4 separate regions of the Mus musculus genome follow, and regions 1, 2 and 3 are each linked to region 4. Evidence: chromatin contacts called from public HiCAR-type and promoter capture Hi-C data. All regions are on one chromosome and are shown on one strand. Each heading gives the region's core, a stretch centred on a gene start, on an enhancer-like site or on the middle of the called end of the contact. The rest is flanking DNA. Distances are from core to core; before and after follow the strand shown. Region 1 holds the start of Camk1g (calcium/calmodulin-dependent protein kinase I gamma). Region 2 holds the start of Utp25 (UTP25 small subunit processome component). Region 3 holds the start of G0s2 (G0/G1 switch gene 2). Region 4 holds the start of A330023F24Rik (RIKEN cDNA A330023F24 gene).

Region 1 (3,049 bases), core at 266-2,765, 1.6 Mb after region 4:
TGAGGAGCTGCCTCCATCAGATTGCCCTTTGGGCGTGTCTGGAGGACATTGTCTGATTGATGATAGGCACTGGGCAAGTCCAGCCCATTGAAGGTGGAGCCACCTCTGGGTTGACAGCCAAGTGGTCCTGGGATGTATAAGAAGGCAAGCTGAGCAAGCCAAGGGGAGCAAGCCAGTAAGCAGCACCCCTCCAGGTCTCACTTCAGCTCCTCTTGAAGTTCTGCCTTTACTTTCCTCAGTGATGGACTGTAATCAGAACTGTGTAATTCAAATAAGCCCTTCCTGTCCCATGATGCTTTTAGTCAAGGTGTCTATCACAGAGACAGGAAGTAGACTAGAACAAGAGACTTCAGAAGGCATAACAAGGAGATGCATACATATTCTATTTGTTGGCATCCATGAGTTTGCCAGAGGCATGCGTAAGAAGTAACAAAAGTGATCACCCCTAGACAGCAAGGCCAGGCTCAAGGGTAGAGGGATAATGCTTTTTAATACAGCTCCTGTCATGGAGCCATGAAAATGCTATTTTTCCAACACTTCGGGGTGACACAAAATAGAAGGCTAACTAGGAAGAACATACGAACGTGTCTAAGGGCTAACAGGATCTGGGGACAGCACAAACAAGAAGAGTTCCTGGGAAGTTGATAGATACTGACCTTCAGGAGGAAAATTCCAGGAGAAAAGTGAGGTTGGAGGTAGCTAGAATATGGCCACATTCAGGTGAGCGTTCCTCATGAAGGTGGTTATGGGAGCGTGGGTGGGCAGCACTGAGAGACTAGAGAAGGAGAAAACAAGATCCAGAAGTCAGAGGCCCGAGGAACCTGAAGAGGGAAAAGAAGACTAGCCAAGGGGCAAGGCAGAGAGATGAAGATGAAGTTCCAGAGGGAACAGGGCATTTCTAGAGGTCTAGTGGTCTCCTGCAGTCTCCCGAGTTATGACTGGGGACAGAATGGGGTTGGGGGCCCAGAGGAGAGGAGAGGAGAGGCATCAGAGATTAGGCTAGAACCTGCCAAACCAGGGGCTTCTCTCCCTCCTCCTTCGGAGACAAAATAATAGGCTCACTGCTCAGCGAGGATGACCACTTCTCAGCAGATACAGATCCGTTCCAGGGCTGGGGGAAGGGGCTTTTAGACCACCTAACCCAGCAACTGCTGTGTAAAGTGGAAACTGAGTCAGGCAGTCCCAGACAGCTTCTCTGCTTTTTTTCTGTTTACACTTCAGGGGGAAATCCACAACTTAATCTCACGTTGTTTTCTGTTATTCACACATCAATGCAGACAACATTTAACACAGCTGTGCCCTCAAACACACAGTGTGTAAACAGCTACTCGGGCATTAAAGGGTTCTTTCTGAGCTTGGCTTTTTTTTTTTTTTTTAATTCCCTAGGAGGGAGGGAGGAAGAGCAGAGCCCAGAAAAGCAAGGAGAGATACAAACCACTCTAGCTACTTTTACTCCCCTTTAAGGCTGCCTGGTTACAGTCCTGGGAAAGAAAACCCCTGTATTCCTCCCCTTTAATTGGGTTTATTGTTAAAGCACTGGGGCAGCTAATCCTCACAGACCTGTAGGAGCAGGCTTGCTGGCCAAGATCACAGACTGGAGCACCTTTCTTGTGAGCCCCTGGGTAAGACAGCCTGTTTCTTCTCTGGTCTCTGGGGAGGTTATCTTGTTGGCACGGAGAGGGAGAGGGTTTGAAGACTCACTTCCTTTCAGCCCCTGTCAGTCTCTCCTGGCTCTTGTAGTCTCAAGGGTAAGTTGTAATGGAAAGAGAAGCTGTATGAGGCCCTAGTAGGTGCTTCCTGGGGGGGATATCTGATCATTCCTCCTGGGCTGGACCAGGAGAACCTTCTGTACTTACGGGCAGAGACAGAAATAGGAGAGCATTGTGCCCAGTGAGCTCGGGTATGGCTGGGGATGGGAGGGGGTAACAGGACCTATAGCTCCTTAGCACCCCTCTTCTAGCTCACCCTTCATTCCTTTACCTCTGGGACCTAACTCGTCTATCAAAGGAGATGGCTTACCCCACCCACACTAGCATCTTTGGTGGGGATGGATAGCTTGTGGATACAAAGGCCATGGTAAATAGCCTGTGGCTGCTCTTTTGGGGGGGCAGATGGCCTCAGGCCTTGCAGCAGGGTCTCGGAGACAGGGTTCAGCTTCCCACCCCAGGTCCAAGGCTGCTGCATAAAGATGCAGGACACAGACATAAGCTAAAGCTTTCAGTCATAGCTGGTCCCTTCACCTTCCCCAGGGGCTCATCTGTTCCTGGAGTCTAAACTTGCCCAGTGTTGCTCTGTGGGGTATTCAGAGTAGGTTCGGATTCACCACCCACGCTAGCCCCTCTCTCCACGTAAGTTTGACGCACAGCTTTAACCCTGAGACTAGAGGAGGTGGTTGCAGGGCCAGCTGCAGTGTGAGCCTGGCCAGCCTCCTGCTCTGGAAACAGAAAATTGATCAAGAGGAAAAATCTCTGAGCTGGGTCAAGAGGGTCAAGCGGGTTCTGTCTCGGTTAAGGAATCTTTCCAGGTCACAGAGCACGGTTGGGCTGGGACCATCATTCCTGTGGACCTGAGCTAAGCCAGTGCCAAGGATGAGAACCAGAGTACAAAGTGCTTAGTAATAGCTGATACTGCCACGCTTTGCAGCTGGCAATGGGCTTTTAATCCATCCAGTGATGTGCTAGATGGTCCCCTGCAACCCATTTAGTATATAGCTCAGAGAAGTAAGGTGACTGATATAGCTATAAAGCCAGCATCCCTTGTGTCCTGGCAGCATTTGAACACCAGTCTTTTCCATGTTGCTGTGATGTGTGTGTGTGTGTGTGTGTGTGTGTGTGTGTGTAAAAGAGCCCTGTTTAAAGATGACGGAAACTTTGGGAAAAACCTGAAGGCTGAGGAGGCAAAGGTTTAAGATGGATCCAGGAGCAGCTCAGGTAAGAGACACTGCTCCCCAGCTTCAACAACGAGGATTTGAACACTGCAGGAGACTCAGCCTTTGTCAGATCATTGAAGCCATGTGTCTCCCAGGAATAAGTCAGGTGCTATGCAGCAT
Region 2 (2,744 bases), core at 193-2,692, 1.9 Mb after region 4:
AAACAGCCTTTTGTTTATCTAAGTGACTATACCTTTCAACTAGACAGAAGACAGATGTCTATTAATGAGTTCCTAGGCCAGGCCAGGTGCTGGCTACCACCCTTTCTGTTTGCATGGCTTTTGATACTTTTTTGCTGGGGGGGGGGGGTTGTCCCCCACCACCACTGGCTTTCCCACTCCCACCCTAATTATTAGTAGTAGATGACCCTGGAACAGAGGGCGGACAGGTGGACCTGAGTAAACCCCTACTCTTCCACAGAAAGATGTTTCGATGTCTCCAGTTGTGCTTTGAGTCTAAGCTGGAGCTAGTACTTTGTTTACATTGAACCTCGGTTAGTTTTGAAGGGAAGTATGTCTTTGTGTGGTGTCAAACAGCCTCACCTATTGCTGTGTGTCCTTGAAATACAGGCCTCAGCTATTTTTGTTCGTTCCTTTGTTTATTTAGAGAAGTTGGGTCTTGTTTTATTTTCCCTGGGTAACATCAAATTCACAGAGATCTGCCAGCCTCTGCTTCCCAAGAGCTGGGATTTAAGGCGTGTGCCACCATGCCCGGCTCAATTTTATTTTTTAAGTAAAGGTCTCTAACACTTCATTCTCTTGCCTCGGCCTCCCGGGGACTGAGATCACAGGTGTGAGTCACCACTAGTTTATTTGCTGTGTGGGTTTGTTTTGCTCAGTGTTAAAGATCAAACCCCAGGATTTGAAAAGTACCTTGGCTAAGCACCCTACATATGAGCGAGCAACGCCCCTGGCCCGTTTAGGCTATTACTCACACTCAGGCTAATACACATCAACTTTAAATGTACAGTTTCACTCGTTTGGGTGATAACACATACAAGATCCTACTTTATCTTGTGTGTTTCTGCTTTTGTTAAAGAAGCAATGTCAGGAGAGGATCACCTCACATACTCCCAGAGACTAATGAATGATCTTTCTTGCTAAGCATCGGTGTCTGCATCTTTCTCAACAGACTGACTCGCTAGATCCGTCTGGACAGTGTGCCGTTAAGTGGGGTGTGCGGGCACCCTTAAGCGATGGTCCTTATTCTTCTGAGTAGCATTCAACCATTTCTGCTAGCATACATTGACATATCAAAGCGAACCACGCGGTTGTGGATTTCGCTTAGTGCTTGAAAACCAGTGCAAGGTCCTGGGTTCAGTTCTTAGCTCCTGGGAGAGGGACAAAGGACCACCAACCTCGTCCTCCTCAATTTTGGAGAAAAAAAAAAAAAAAAAAAAGGTAAAAGATAAGCACAAAGCAAGCCACTCCATCCCGGAAAGACAGCCAGTCCCTGCAGCCCTAGGAGCTGGTGTTCCGATCACGCATGCGTAGACACGCCTATGTGCTAGAGGCGCTCCGGCAGGGGGCAGTATAGCGACCAGAGGGTGTAACGCCTGTCGTACTCTCTGGGCGTAAAGCAGCTTTGCTTTACGGCTCCCGCCTCCGCCGTAAAGCCAGCGTGCCCACGTGCGACAGCGACAACTTGCCACTGGGAACCTTGTGTTTTGTTTGTTTGTTTGTGGCGAGCTTGACGTTTCCGCTATGGGCAAACGCCGGAACCGGGGCCGCAGCCAGATGCTCAGCACCATGACCAAGAAGCAGAAGAAGCACCTCCGCGACTTCGGCGAGGAGCACCCCTTCTACGACAGGTCGGGGTGCGCGGGCCGCCGGGAGGGCTGGTTCCGGCCGAGTTGAGCCGGGTCCGGTCGGTGCAGGACGGGAACCCCGCTGCGGAGGTGCGCTCTGCACCGGGACCTGCTGAGACCGCGGGCCGTGCTGCCTGTCATCCGAGCACGCGCGGGCTCAGGCGCGAAATCGCAGCTTAGCCCAGCCAGGGCCGCGTAAGGGTCTCCAAAAACAGGACGGGAGGTCGGGAGATAAAGTTGGCCCTGAGAGGTGAACCCCGGTGTGCCGTTAAAAGCCAGTTTCTGACTTATCCTTTCTTAAGAGATGTCATTGAGCTCTCTTGTCTGTTACCCTTTTGTCTGCTGATCATCTCTGCCCTTGTGCATGCAGAATTTCATTTTTTACACTGACTGGATATTATCCTGTATTGGACATTTTTTTTTTTTTTGGTATTCATTTAAAGCAGAATCATTATGCCTTTTCGTGATTGTTACGAACTAGCAGCTAAAGTTTAATGTTATCTATTTCTATTTTAGGGTTTCCAAGAAGGAAGCCAAGCCGCAGATTTGTCAGCTGGTAATGCTTTTTTTCTTTATAGTAGTTGGAATTGGGTTGTTACCTTTAAGATTGGGTGTAAACGTAAAGTTTGGTTTGCATCCCCGTGTTTCTCTGTTTTGGGTGTGAGCTGTGATTTTAGTAATGCTACCCAATTGGTTGTAAGTGATGGAGACAGCTGTAGAAATTACCATGTGATGAGAGAGGCTATGGTTGGAAACTACCCCATGACACTGTCTTAAGTTCTGTGGAAGGGGTTCATCAGAGTGCTGGCTCCTTGTGCATGAAAGGCTTCACACAGTATAAAATGGACAAGGGGCCCGGAGACTCAGACAGTGACACTTGCTTGTAATTCTCCTCTTACATCATGCAACATGAAACCTGATGTCTGAGATGTAAGTTAAAACTCATAACCTGAAATTTTGTTTGAAAAGTCAGTTTTCTTTCCACGTGCAGCTGATGTCAATTAGAACCATAGCTTGGTTAACTGTTTTATTTAAGTTTCATGCCCGGCTTGGTTCAAGAGATGAGACTGTAATATTTGCTGAAAAGCTCATAGGGAT
Region 3 (2,929 bases), core at 25-2,524, 1.7 Mb after region 4:
GATAGCCACAGCTAAATTATAGCCCACCCCACCCCCACCCAGGGGATCATATTTAATCTTAATCTAACCAGCTTCCAGAGAGTGTCCTCCGTCCTGGATCCCCACTCTAAGGGCACACTCTCCCAAACCTGAGAAGGGTGGCATGGAATCACTGTAAGAGGGTGAAATACTTTCATTACAGACAATTTTTTCCACGGGCCTTCTTTAAGGCTTACCGCCAATTTCACTTCTCAAGTAAACATAGAAGAGAAGGCAATTTGTGTGTGCGTGTGTGCATGTGTGTTGTGTACAAATATATATGACCCACACAGCCTAACACATACTAGGCAAGCACTCCACCACAAAACCACATCTATAACCCTCTATATTTTGATTTCTGACACAAAATCTCAGTTTATTCAGGTTATGCTCAAACTCACCATCCTCCTGCCTCTTGCTGGAATTACAGATATGTGCTTTGGGTTTAATAACTATTCCCTGTAATACAGAAATAACTATGGAAGCACCTTACTGAGGCTAATTTATTGTCCTCCCTCTCCCCCTCCCCCTCCCCTCCCCTCCCCTCCCCTCCCCCTCCCTCTCCCTCTCCATGTCTCTCTCTCTCTCTCTCTCTCTCACACACACACACACACACACACACACACACACACACCTCTATGCATTAGAAGAAACTCTCAAACCCTCAAAGAAAATCTTTCTATTAGGTAACTAGCAATGTTCCCGCTGTTCTCATGTCTTAGCAAAACCTAACAGCCAAGAAAGCAGCACTCTGGAAGAACATTCTACTCCCTGGAGGTACGGTTTTTCGATTTGGTTTGCCTGCTCACTGCAGGTTCCCTCTGTTGCCTTCCCTTCCACCCACACCCTCCCTGACTGGTGAGAGGTGACCTTTCTGAACGAAAACGAACCCCAGATTCCCTCATTAGGGTCTGTCTCTGTTCCTCCTGGACTACAGGGGAGCTTGGGCCAGGGAACAGAGCAACAGACAAGACTAGAAAGTGTGTCCTGTAAGGGAAGCACGCCACACCGTCACCTGGTGGTCTCCTCTTCAGCTGCACCCTGAAGTGGTGCCTTGGGCTTTCAGTTTTTGCAGCACCAGCGGGCTAGGGTCTCAGGGCGCACACAGCAGGGGCGTGCACTACTCGTGGTCACCTCCCTGGTCCCCCGCAGCGCCCCTCCCGTTCTTCCTTTCCACCCCTCCCCACCCCCACCCCACCCCACCCTCCCCCTCCACCACCACCCCCCGCTGCCACTCCCGCCCCGCTTCTCTTTCTGCAGTCAGGGCTCAGGCCAGTGAGCCAGGAGGCGGATCCCGGACAAAAGATATAAGGACTCTGTTCACAGAGCGCTGCAGCTGCGGAGTGTCCCTCCCAAAGAGCAGCAGCTGAGGGAAGAAGAACGCCAAAGCCAGTCTGACGCAAGGACGCCTGACCTTCTCCAGCAAGTGCTGCCTCTCTTCCCACTGCACCCTAGGTGAGCCTCCAGGCCCGGGAACCGAGGGTGGGCAAGAGACACCAGACCCCCTCCCCCAGCTGCCTTCTCCCCTGGGCTCGAGTTCCCCTAGTCAGCAGCCACCCCCTTTCTGTGTTTAGGGTTCCCTGTTCTCTGCTTCTTTCCCTCACCCGAACTCAACCCCATTCCTCTCTGCTAACTCTGCAGGCCCAGCCACCCACAGCCCAGAGCTCAGATGGAAAGTGTGCAGGAGCTGATCCCTCTGGCCAAGGAGATGATGGCGCAGAAGCCCCGAGGGAAGCTAGTGAAGCTATACGTGCTGGGCAGTGTGCTGGCGCTCTTCGGTGTGGTGCTCGGCCTAGTTGAGACGGTGTGCAGCCCTTTCACAGCCGCCAGCCGTCTGCGCGACCAAGAGGCTGCAGTGGTGGAGCTGCGGGAAGCGTGTGAACAGCAGTCCCTCCACAAGCAGGCCCTGCTGGCAGGAGGCAAGGCACAGGAGGCGACCCTGTGCAGCCGGGCCCTGTCCCTCCGGCAGCACGCCTCTTAAGGCCGGTGACTGACAGAGAAGGGAGACACAGATCATGACCCAGGTGGGCAACAGAGTCACATGCTGTTTCAAGGTGCCACCGAATCCAGAACTGACCCCACACAGATCACCTAAGGGGTCTGGGACTGATTTGCTGCTGTGCAGCACGCACTGTGATTTGCCCTAGGCTGTGCGAGCAATCAAGGAGCTATCACTTTGCATTAGAGAAGGAGACAGGCTTTTTATACAGTTATTTTTATTGTTATTATTATTATTGCAATGACTATCGTTTTGCATTTTGAAATAAAAACCTTTTATACTCTATCTCATTATTTAATTCTTGGGAGGTGAGATGACTCTCTCACCCAGAACTGTGGCTAGTCCTGCTTCATACCTGGGGCTTGAATACTGCCTGGCACAAGACAGTTCTACTCACACAAGAGTGAAACTCTAAACATGGTACAGGAGTTAGCATTTTTTGGATCACAAGATAAATCAATTTCTGACCTTGAGTGAGAGAGAGAGAGAGAGAGAGAGAACCAGTGGATTTCTAGAGCAAAGAAAAAGTTATTTGTCTTTTACTCCATTGTGCTGGAGATTCCTATGGCTGATCTCTCTGCTTAAATATTAGAGTGAGGAGGAGAGGAGACAGGGAAGGGAAGGAGAGGAGGGGAGGAGGTTGGAAGAACAGAGAGAAAGAAAGACAGAAGGAAGAGTGGGGAAGAAGGGAAGAGAAAGAGGAAGGATGGGGCAAAAAAGAAGCCCAGCCAGCTGGTGGGAGCAAAAGCACTCTCTCTCCTAAGAGCACAACTGACCACAGTAAGCTTAGAAAGAGAAAAGACTGTTATTGCAGACTTGAGTCCTCTCCCAGGAGTCAGAGCTGATCTTGTGTCAACAGCTAATTTAGTAACAGTATGAGGCTCCCCAAAGTGTCCTGGGAGGGCCAAGAAG
Region 4 (3,026 bases), core at 328-2,827:
CCAAGCAATACTCTGAGGTTAGTCCCCATCCTTACCTTCCCAAGCACAAGGTAGCGTCAACTTCCAAAAGGCAGATTCTTCCAATAGTGGGCTCAGCTCAGAGCTGATTTGAGGACTTTTGGACGACCAGAGCATCAACGCAGATCTGTTCACTTGGGAGCAGCCCATTCAATAGGAAGCCCAGGGTAATGGCGACAGCAGCAGCAGTTCTGCCCTACCTTGCCCGATAGTTTCCAGGGGAGCCAAGAATTATTTTTGCCGCAACACTGAGGTGTGGCAGATTGGAAAATTCCCTTTTCTGACACCAAAGCAGAGGACAAATATTTTCTTCCAATTTGTTCAATCCTCTTCAAATCCATCTCCCCAGTCTCCTCCCTCCAAAAAAAAAAAAAAAAGTTTGAGGCATTTTAAGCTCTTCCTCATAGTTCCTGAAATTTAAAAAAAGGTAAAGGAAGACGCTTCAGTTGGGCAGTCTGAAGCAGGCAGACTCACCTACGCACACCCCTAAAAGAGATTTTAGAAGCTGCTGGGCTTCTCTCCCTCCCCTTTAAGCAAGTGAAATGCAAATTCAGATTTGATACTCTGTCCTTAGCCAATCAAAAAGAGGTTTTCACCTGCCATTGGCCCTCCCACCAATGAGAGGAAGTGTCTGAAATAAGAGCCCTCCCCTGGCCAATGGAAGGCCAGCTCAGTCACTTAGTTAATGATGCAGCAGTACAGGGAAGGCCATCACATGTGAACTGGAAGGGAGCCAACATGGAGACACAGAGAAAGCAAGGTAAACAACTTTCCAACGCCAAAAGGATGACATTTAATCTCTAAATGTTAGCTTCCCACCTAGACTCATCTTTAACCCTTCTGCTGGTCCCACAGATCCCAGGAGCTTCACTACCTGTCTCCACAGAGCTCCTAACAAGATGCAACAGTGACTGCGTCATCATTCCCCACTTTTCTCAACTACGCAGTGACAACCTCCCAGCATCACCCCACTTCTCTCAGCCCACACCCTACCCTATGCCGATGCTCTTCCACCACCCCAGATGCCCACAACTAGACGTTTTAATAAGAGAATGCCTGGAAAAACAGTCCCTCTTGCCTGCTTCTTGTCACTTCTCACTCTCTTCCTTTCCCATAAGCCTGCACAGATGGACACTGACACCCAAACAACCTGGAAAACCAGTCTCTCCATCCACCAACAGAAAACAGGGTAAAGGGTGAAAGGTTAAGTGGGAAGCCGGGGATGGTTCACTCCTCTCCTCTATCCTGGTCAGACTTAAATAGATGACACTAAGGGAGAAGAAATTAAAGTAAAAATAAAATAAAATAAACCTCCAAGGGAAAAAGACAGCAAAAGGCAAGAAAGAAGGTAAGAAAAACAGCACCCACATACCCTAGACATTGCCCTTATCACAAGAAATACATACGTGGAAGAAGTGGGTTACGCCATCAAGTCCTTAAGCCACACTGGACCACCAGTCGTCTCCTGCACAGTCCCAAATCCCTGTCCAGATACAAGGTGCCGCAGTCCTGAATGTTCCAGAATCCACTCTGATTAAGCCTTCCACTGCCACCCTACCAACTCTTGTACTCACTCCTGCCCCCACCCGTTCCCACGTACTCCCCATGGGAACTGCCTGTGCCACCTTGCGTGACATCTTAGCCTAGGCTACCCAGAGGCCTCTGGACACCCAACAGATTTCTGAACGCTTGGCAGAACCTGGTGCCCAGTGTTGCTATGACTTGTTTCTTGATTTTTCTCTCCGCTGCAGCACGGCTGCTGCTAGCAGACCTATCGACAGCTTGTATGCTCATGCTGGCTCTCTCTCTCCTTCTCTCTCTCTCCCCCCCTTCTCCTGTCTCCTCCCCCCTCTCTCTTCTATCCCTCTCTCTCCTCTGTCTCTCTCCCCTCTCCCCCTCCTCTCTCTCTCTCTCTCTCTCTCTCTCTCTCTCTCTCTCTCTCTCTCTCTCTCTCTCTCTCTCTCTCTCTCTGAGCGCTGTGACGCAGATCTAAATTCTCCAGTCTGCTCCTTGTGTTGCAGAAGCAGAACTGCAGCTTTCCCTCTGGAGAGGCAGAGGGCAGTGCCAAGGCTGGTCAAACAAGGAAAAAAAAAAGTTGGACCTACATTCTGTTTTCTTGGCCACACATTTTAGCCTGGTTTTTTTTTTTTTCCTTTCTTTCTTTCTTTTTCTTACCTAACAGCTCCGTAACACACAGGTCCCTATTTCTGCAGCCTTTCTTCTTCACTTTGAGATTCATGGGAATAAGACTAGCTTTAACTCTTTGAATGGCAGCTCCCAGGGCTCAAATCAACCAGGGCTGTCCTTAACTAAATATTGCATCATCTTTTCTTGAGCCATATGGGCTTCTCCTAGCCATAGGCTAAAATAGTCCTCACCATGAGACCACCATTTCATTAACTCTTTCTGTCACGACAAGTCCAAAATTATAATCATGGTGCCCAGACATTATTTTTCTGACATTATTTTTGCCTTTTTATTTCATCTCTTTTTTTTGTTCATTTTGCTTGTTTGTTTGTTTTGTTTTGGGGCATGAAATCAGGACTTTTAAATCCTGAATTTCCTAAGGCTAAAAAGCATAATTAAAACATTTTTTTTGCTAACTCCACAAATGAGATCCTTCTATCAGATCAGGTATTTTAAAGAATAAACCAAACAGCAGCCTGAAGAAATCCAGAGTAATGTACGTCTATTCATTCAGTGTTTAAAATTTTAGAATCTAGTTAGGTATGTTCAATTACTTCCCCAAAGGCAGGAAGGCCACACATCTAAGATTTGTTGCTGAGTCATTTCTTCCCAAGATCCTTCTGACAACAAAAAAGACAACAGAATGATGGCCAAGCCTAGACCTAACATAGCCAATACCTGTTTCTTCCCTAGGATGGGTAACCAGATGAACCCCCAGTCCTTGAGCAATACTTTAACACATCCACATACCTGGAAACTCTTATGAGGAAAGTTCCACTGATGCTTCAGAGCCAGGTACAAGTTACTTTAGGGTAGTGACA

Evidence for each region. Promoter capture Hi-C pulls out the DNA fragments that hold promoters and counts their contacts. HiCAR-type assays count read pairs that join an accessible place to other places.
Region 1: a promoter capture Hi-C map of hippocampal neurons shows a contact between it and region 4, with 10 times the contacts expected there. The contact joins the promoter of Camk1g here to the promoter of A330023F24Rik in region 4. A contact is called at or near these places in 3 of 39 promoter capture datasets (3T3-L1-derived adipocytes, hippocampal neurons and liver) and 2 of 115 datasets of contacts at active chromatin or transcription factors (astrocytes and large pre-B cells).
Region 2: a HiCAR-type map of astrocytes shows a contact between it and region 4, with 5 times the contacts expected there. The contact joins the promoter of Utp25 here to the promoter of A330023F24Rik in region 4. A contact is called at or near these places in 1 of 39 promoter capture datasets (hippocampal neurons) and 1 of 115 datasets of contacts at active chromatin or transcription factors (astrocytes).
Region 3: a HiCAR-type map of astrocytes shows a contact between it and region 4, with 5 times the contacts expected there. The contact joins the promoter of G0s2 here to the promoter of A330023F24Rik in region 4. A contact is called at or near these places in 2 of 39 promoter capture datasets (hippocampal neurons and liver) and 1 of 115 datasets of contacts at active chromatin or transcription factors (astrocytes).

What each region holds. Positions count from the first base shown.
Region 1 is chr1:193,368,748-193,371,796 of GRCm38.p6, reverse strand. Camk1g (calcium/calmodulin-dependent protein kinase I gamma) reads left to right here and starts at 1,515. Exons shown (of 13, transcript NM_144817.2): 1 at 1,515-1,622.
Region 2 is chr1:193,128,949-193,131,692 of GRCm38.p6, reverse strand. Utp25 (UTP25 small subunit processome component) reads left to right here and starts at 1,442. Exons shown (of 12, transcript NM_145415.2): 1 at 1,442-1,649; 2 at 2,163-2,202. The coding sequence starts at 1,543.
Region 3 is chr1:193,271,533-193,274,461 of GRCm38.p6, reverse strand. G0s2 (G0/G1 switch gene 2) reads left to right here and starts at 1,274. Exons shown (of 2, transcript NM_008059.3): 1 at 1,274-1,473; 2 at 1,660-2,302. The coding sequence starts at 1,688. The coding sequence ends at 1,999.
Region 4 is chr1:195,015,950-195,018,975 of GRCm38.p6, reverse strand. A330023F24Rik (RIKEN cDNA A330023F24 gene) reads right to left here and starts at 1,577. Exons shown (of 8, transcript NR_015566.2): 1 at 1,425-1,577; 2 at 36-375.